Regions from separate parts of the Sus scrofa genome. Here region 1 is linked to region 2. A link is a contact called in public HiChIP or PLAC-seq data. All regions are on one chromosome and are shown on one strand. The core of a region is the stretch at or near the end of the contact, and the rest is flanking DNA. Distances in the headings are between cores, read along the strand shown. Region 1 overlaps KCNC1 (potassium voltage-gated channel subfamily C member 1). Region 2 overlaps SERGEF (secretion-regulating guanine nucleotide exchange factor).

Evidence for each region. HiChIP or PLAC-seq counts read pairs in DNA pulled down with a chosen protein or histone mark.
Region 1: an H3K27ac HiChIP or PLAC-seq map of skeletal muscle shows a contact between it and region 2. The contact joins two enhancer-like sites. A contact is called at or near these places in 4 of 47 Hi-C or Micro-C datasets (embryonic fibroblasts, psoas muscle and skeletal muscle) and 1 of 2 datasets of contacts at active chromatin or transcription factors (skeletal muscle).

The regions. Positions count from the first base shown.
Region 1 is chr2:41,399,809-41,402,664 of Sscrofa11.1, reverse strand. All of the region lies in intron 1 of KCNC1 (potassium voltage-gated channel subfamily C member 1), which reads left to right. Among named protein-coding and RNA genes, the nearest start is that of KCNC1, 6.7 kb to the left of the region's middle. Within about 2 kb of position 1,509, at least 1 of the 83 cell types and tissues checked has an H3K27ac peak or open chromatin away from gene starts, as enhancers often do. A contact at or near this core is called in skeletal muscle, where this site is marked.
Region 2 is chr2:41,312,837-41,315,536 of Sscrofa11.1, reverse strand. The region is part of intron 10 of SERGEF (secretion-regulating guanine nucleotide exchange factor); the gene reads right to left. Among named protein-coding and RNA genes, the nearest start is that of KCNC1, 94 kb to the left of the region's middle. Within about 2 kb of position 1,321, at least 1 of the 83 cell types and tissues checked has an H3K27ac peak or open chromatin away from gene starts, as enhancers often do. A contact at or near this core is called in skeletal muscle, where this site is marked.

The DNA of each region.
Region 1 (2,856 bases), core at 260-2,759, 87 kb before region 2:
CTGACACTCAGCTCTTAGAGTCTTAGCTTGTCATGTGGGGGGATGAGGGACAGAGATACTATCACGGACTTCCTAGACGGCTCGCCCCCCTCTCCCCCAGAGACCACTCGCCCAGGTCAGGGCCCCACTTTAAGTCATAATAACACATGAAGGAGACCCGTGAGCAGTGGCAAAGGGCCGGGTGTGTTCCCCTCCCCAAGTGTGCCCGGCCAGTGTGTCCCTAGTCTGGTGTTCTCCTCCTTCCCATGATGCTTTTATGGTATCCTCACGTCTTTGAGTGGTACTTCAGCCCCCTCACCAGTTCCCCTCCCTGTAATGAAAGTCCCAACCTAAACGTCTCCTGGCCAGAATCGCTCAGCCTCTTTGCTTCTAAAAAGGGCATCATGATAGAACTTCCCCCAGAGGCTTGATGGAGAGATTAGCTGAGATAATATGTGGAAAGCTCCAAGTCACAGGGCCTGGCATGCAGTAAGTGCTCAATAAATGTTGGCTGCTGTTATTACTCCTATGGGTCATATTATCATTTTACTTCATGACTCTCTCTCGACTCCATCCTTTGCCCCCTGTCTCCATGTCCCCATCCTAGTTCCAGCCACCACTGGTTCCCAAAGGCCCAGCTCCAGTTCATCCTCCACTTGGCAACCACAGAGGTTTCTAACTAGATCCATCAGCTCACCTCCTTGCCTGCTGAAAACCCTTTCGTGCTTCCCCAGCCCCGAACGGTGGCCCCTCAGGCCCTGCCCGCCTCTCCAGTCTCCCCGGGCCTGACTCTGCGTTATTCACTGAGCTCCAGTCATCCTGGCCTCGTTTCCTTTTCCTGCACCTGTCAGGTCCCCCTGCTTCAGGGCCTTTGCATATACTGTTCCTTCTGGTGCACTCTTTCCTCCTGGTTCGCCCCTTTTGATCCTTGACACCCCGCCGCAAACATCAGTGCCTGGGATAGTGCCTTCCTGGACCCCAGGGTGCAGAATCAGAGTCCTTCCTATCAGATAAACTGGTTTGTAATAAAATGTTCATTAGCAGCCTTACTGGATTCTGGTTTGTCTCCCGCTCCAGAATCTAAGCTTCTCACATACTCAGTATAAGAGGAGCTCTTATTATGGCAGATGAGGAAGCTGAGACCCAGAAAGGAGGGCTTTACCCAGGGTCACATGTGAACAAGTTAGTTGAGAGACTGGTTCAGAAACCCAGGTCCCTAACTCCCGGCTTAATGGCTGGGAGCCCCATCTGCCTTATGACACCTCAGGGAGTATCTGGAACCAGGCGCTCTGGGGACAGGAGACTGTGCTCCATAACCCTGGGAAGTCTGGCATCTGCCAGAGCTTTGGAGGAGATTGGCTTGAGCCTCCCAGAGAGGGAGGCCTGTTGTCTCAGAGGGGGGGGGGGGGCTGTGGGGGGGGGCGCTGTTCCAGGGCCCGCCGCCTGGGCCAGGGATCTCTGGGCCTCCCAAGACAGCTGAATATAGTGCACGGCTATTCTGAGCAGTCCCATGACCAGTGTCTTCGCTCTGGACCAAAAGGTCAGGGCCTTAAGCCACTGCCTCCCAGCGGCCCCTGGGCCAGCCTGGCCATGCCCCTGGCCTGAGCTTCCCTTCCTGGGGTGCGGGCTCCAGGAAGAGGGGGGCCTAAGAGACTCCAGGGACAGTTAGATGCCCAGTCCTAGTTCAGGGGAACCGCTTGGGTAGGAGGGACCGCCTTCTACACGCACGGGACTGTGGGGGCGCTCCCAGGCCATCTCTAGCCACTGCCCTCATCCGGTGGAGAAACGGGCCCACATAGCCAATTAGTGCAGCTCAGACTCACATCCCCAGCCTCCCAGCCATTTGCATGGCTCTTGGCTCTCAGCTTTAAAAGAACATCAGGGAGTTCCCATTGTGGCTCAGCAGTTAACGAATCCGACTAGGAACCATGAGGTTGCAGGTTCGATCCCTGGCCTTGCTCAGTGGGTTAAGGATCCAGCATTGCTGTGAGCTGTGGTGTAGGTTGCAGACGTGGCTCGTATCCTGCGTTGCTGTGGCTCTGGCTTAAGCTGGCAGCTGCAGCTCCGATGAGACCCCCTAGCCTGGGAACCTCCATATGCCGAGGGAGCGGCCCAAGAAATGGCAAAAAGACAAAAAAATAAAAATAAAAATTTAAAAATAAAAAATAAAATAAAATGAAAGAACATCAAATCCCACCTGGGCAGCTGTTCTCCTTCCTCAGTCCTCCCCTGAGGGAGGGAAAGTCAGCAGTTACCCGCCTACCTGCCTTCCCGGCTCCCCTCCCAGGTCCCAGTTCAGCCAGCTGAGACCTCCATTAGCCTGTCAACCCAGACCTTAGCCCAAATCCTTTCTTATCATCCCCCTAGCAGGATTTTCCAGCAGCCCCTTCCTTTTTTTTTTTTTTTTTTCCTGCTTTTTAGGGCTGCACCATGGCACATGGAGGTTCCCAGGCTAGGGGTCTATCAGAGCCACAGCTGCTGGCCTACACTACAGCCACAGCCATACCGGATCTGAGCCGCATCTGCAACCTACACCACAGCTCATGGCAACGCCAGATCCTTCACCCACTGAGTGAGGCCAGGGATTGAACCTGCAGCCTCACGGTTCCTAGTCGGATTCCTTTCCGCGTTGCCATGACAGGAACTCCCCCTTCCTTTCTTGAGTCACAATGCTAATAGTTGCTGTTTACAAAAGCACTTAACTACATGTCTGACAGCCTGGGTCTGGGTTACGTATTCTCATTTAATTCTCAGGCCATTCCCATGGAACTGTATCATTACTATCACACCCATGTCACAGATGAGGCTGCTGAGGCTCAAAGTGACATTTCCAAGGTCATTTAGCTTGCGCATGGTGGGCCAGCATTCAGCTGTGGA
Region 2 (2,700 bases), core at 72-2,571:
CTGAGGTTTTACTCATGGTTAGGCTGGAATTATGGGTTTGGGAGAGGAAGAGGCTCTTTCCCACCATGCCATATCAAAGGCACACGGTGTCAACAGGCTTTCTCACTGATGATGCCAATTGCCACTACCTGACCACGGGAATGCTGGCCAGGTTTCTTTGCTGTAAAGTCTTTCTCCCTTCCATCACTCCCTGTTCCATGGTCCACTCTTTGGAAGCATGTCAGCAAGCAGAGCCCAAGCTCAGGGAATGAGAAGCTAAGTTCCAGCTCCCAAAGTGGGGAGCCTTTTCATAAATTATTGGGAATTCTTCTACACAGGAGAGCAGGGATTTCAATCCTGGTGGCAGCTCCCAGGCTCTGAGAAGTGGGACTGTTCTTGTGAGTGAGAAGCTCACTTTCAGCTTGCTCATTTCCCAAAGGGCCCACACTTCTTAGGCATAGATTACTAGTTATCTACTCAGTGCCTTGACCTCTAGGCATCTACCATCTTCACTGATTTACTTTATCCTAAACTCATCTCTTGTCAAGGGAATTCCTATAATATTGTGAATAAAATAGAAATGGAAATTCAAAACCATGAAAAGGAGGATCAAACATGTCAGCCCTGGGGGTTTATGTACATGCTGTGTGTGACTAAGCATTCAAGCTGGCTTTGAGCTTCCTTGGTAGCCACGACAAAGTACAAAACAAAGTGTCTTGGTCCTGTTTTCTGAAGGGAGAACAAATCCTAGTCACTCATAGAAGTCAGATGTAAGTGTTTTCTTTTCTGAACAAATTCCAGCCAGGTAGAGTTCCCTGGTGGCCTAGCAGTTCAGGATCCGGCATCATTACTGCTGTGGCTCAGGTTCGATCCCTGGCCCAGGAACGTCCACGTGCTGTGGGTGTGGCCAAAAATAAAAAAATTCCAGCCAGGTGACTTGAACGTCCTAGAGCGCACTATTTCCTGATCAAAACTGCAATGATTGCTCTAAATTCCATTCACAGTGCATTAGCACTTAGATGTTCATCCAATAAAGCCAGAGAGTTCCATGGTTTACATGTATGGTTTCCGTTTCCTATTCTAGAGCAGAGAGCTACTGAAGACCAGGAGTGATCACTTTCAGATGGTGCAGAGAATGGGGACTAGTAAATTCAGAAAGCTCTGCAGCTTCAACATCAGGTGCATGACTTTGAGAAGAAATAGCAAGAAGACAGGACCTTAGAAAAATGCCAGGGTAGATGGAAAGATGAAATACCGAGAATGAAGTCAATATGACTCACCCATAGAGTTCTTTTCTTAGATCACAACAGGTGGCATCTTAGGAGAGAAAGAGCATGGGTCTGAGTCCCAGTTCTGCTACTCTGCTGCTTACTAGCTTTGTAGTTTCAGGGGTGTTGACAGCCCAGAGCCTTGGTTTCCTCATATAAAATGAAGCTGATGTCTACTTATTATGGGGATTAAGTACCAAAGCATTATACATAAGATCTCTGCCATAGTACACTAATAGTAACAGCAGCCCCCACGGAAAGGCCTTATCTGTTCCAGGCGCTGTATCACACACTTGACATGAATTATCTCATTTCATCGTCACCATGAGGTAACTACTATTGAAGGATTCAAAAACTGTTGGTTTCTCCACAAAGCTACGCCAAGCCACATCCTTGGATATTTTTGGAAAGAGTGTACCAGTCCTTGGAAGGCTCTTTGCAGATCCATTCCATGCACAGCAGCTGTATTGACATCCATTTTGTAACCATCTGCAATCCCCCAAGTTTGCTGCAACCGACACAGATCTTTAACTCTCGGGCTCCCCAGTGGGAATGTGTAAAACTCAAGGAAAATTCTACCAAGAGGCTCTTTCCAAGCCTCATTTATGGCAGGAAGAAAGCCACTGAAGAACTGGGAGCATGCCATTAAAAGTGACCAGGCTGGAGGGATGAGGGAGTGGGGAGTTATGGCTTAATGGGTCCAGAGTTTCAGTTTGGGAAGATAAGAAAGTTCTGAAGATGGATGTTGGAGATGGTTGGATAACAATGTGAATGTACCTAATGCCACTAAATTGTACACTTAAAATTGTAAATTTTGTTATGTATATTTTAGCATATTAAAAATAGTAATAATGATAATAACAACAATAATAAAGTAACCAGGGTGGTAAAGGGTCTAAAAACCATATGGATGCAAAACACATGAAAGAACTCAGATATTCTGCAGGTAAAAGTTTGAAAGCCTCTGGTTTTCAGGATAATGATAATATTACCCACTACTTAGCAAGCACATCATATACATAGGCACTGTAGCTACATCATCTTTATTCTATAGCATGGCTCTAAAAGGCATTTCTTGCTTAGAGGGATCAGGTACCAGGCCAGGATGACATAGCTAGAAAGTGATGGGGATGAGATTTGAAACCCAACCAGTTCACTATATCACATATTTCTTTCTTTTCTTTTTAAGGCTACACCTGAGGCATATGAAAGTTCCCAGGCTAGGAGTCGAACTGGAGCTGCAGCTGCCAGCCTATATCACAGCCACAGCAACACCAGATCTGAGCCGCATCTTTGACCTACACTGTGGCTCGTAGCAATGCCGGATCCTAAACCCACTGAGAGCAGCCAGGGATCAAAACCTGCATCCTCGTGGCTACTACTAGCCGGGTTCTTAACCCACTAAGCCACAATGGGAACTCCTTACCTTGTCTTTCTATATTGTGCCTCATTC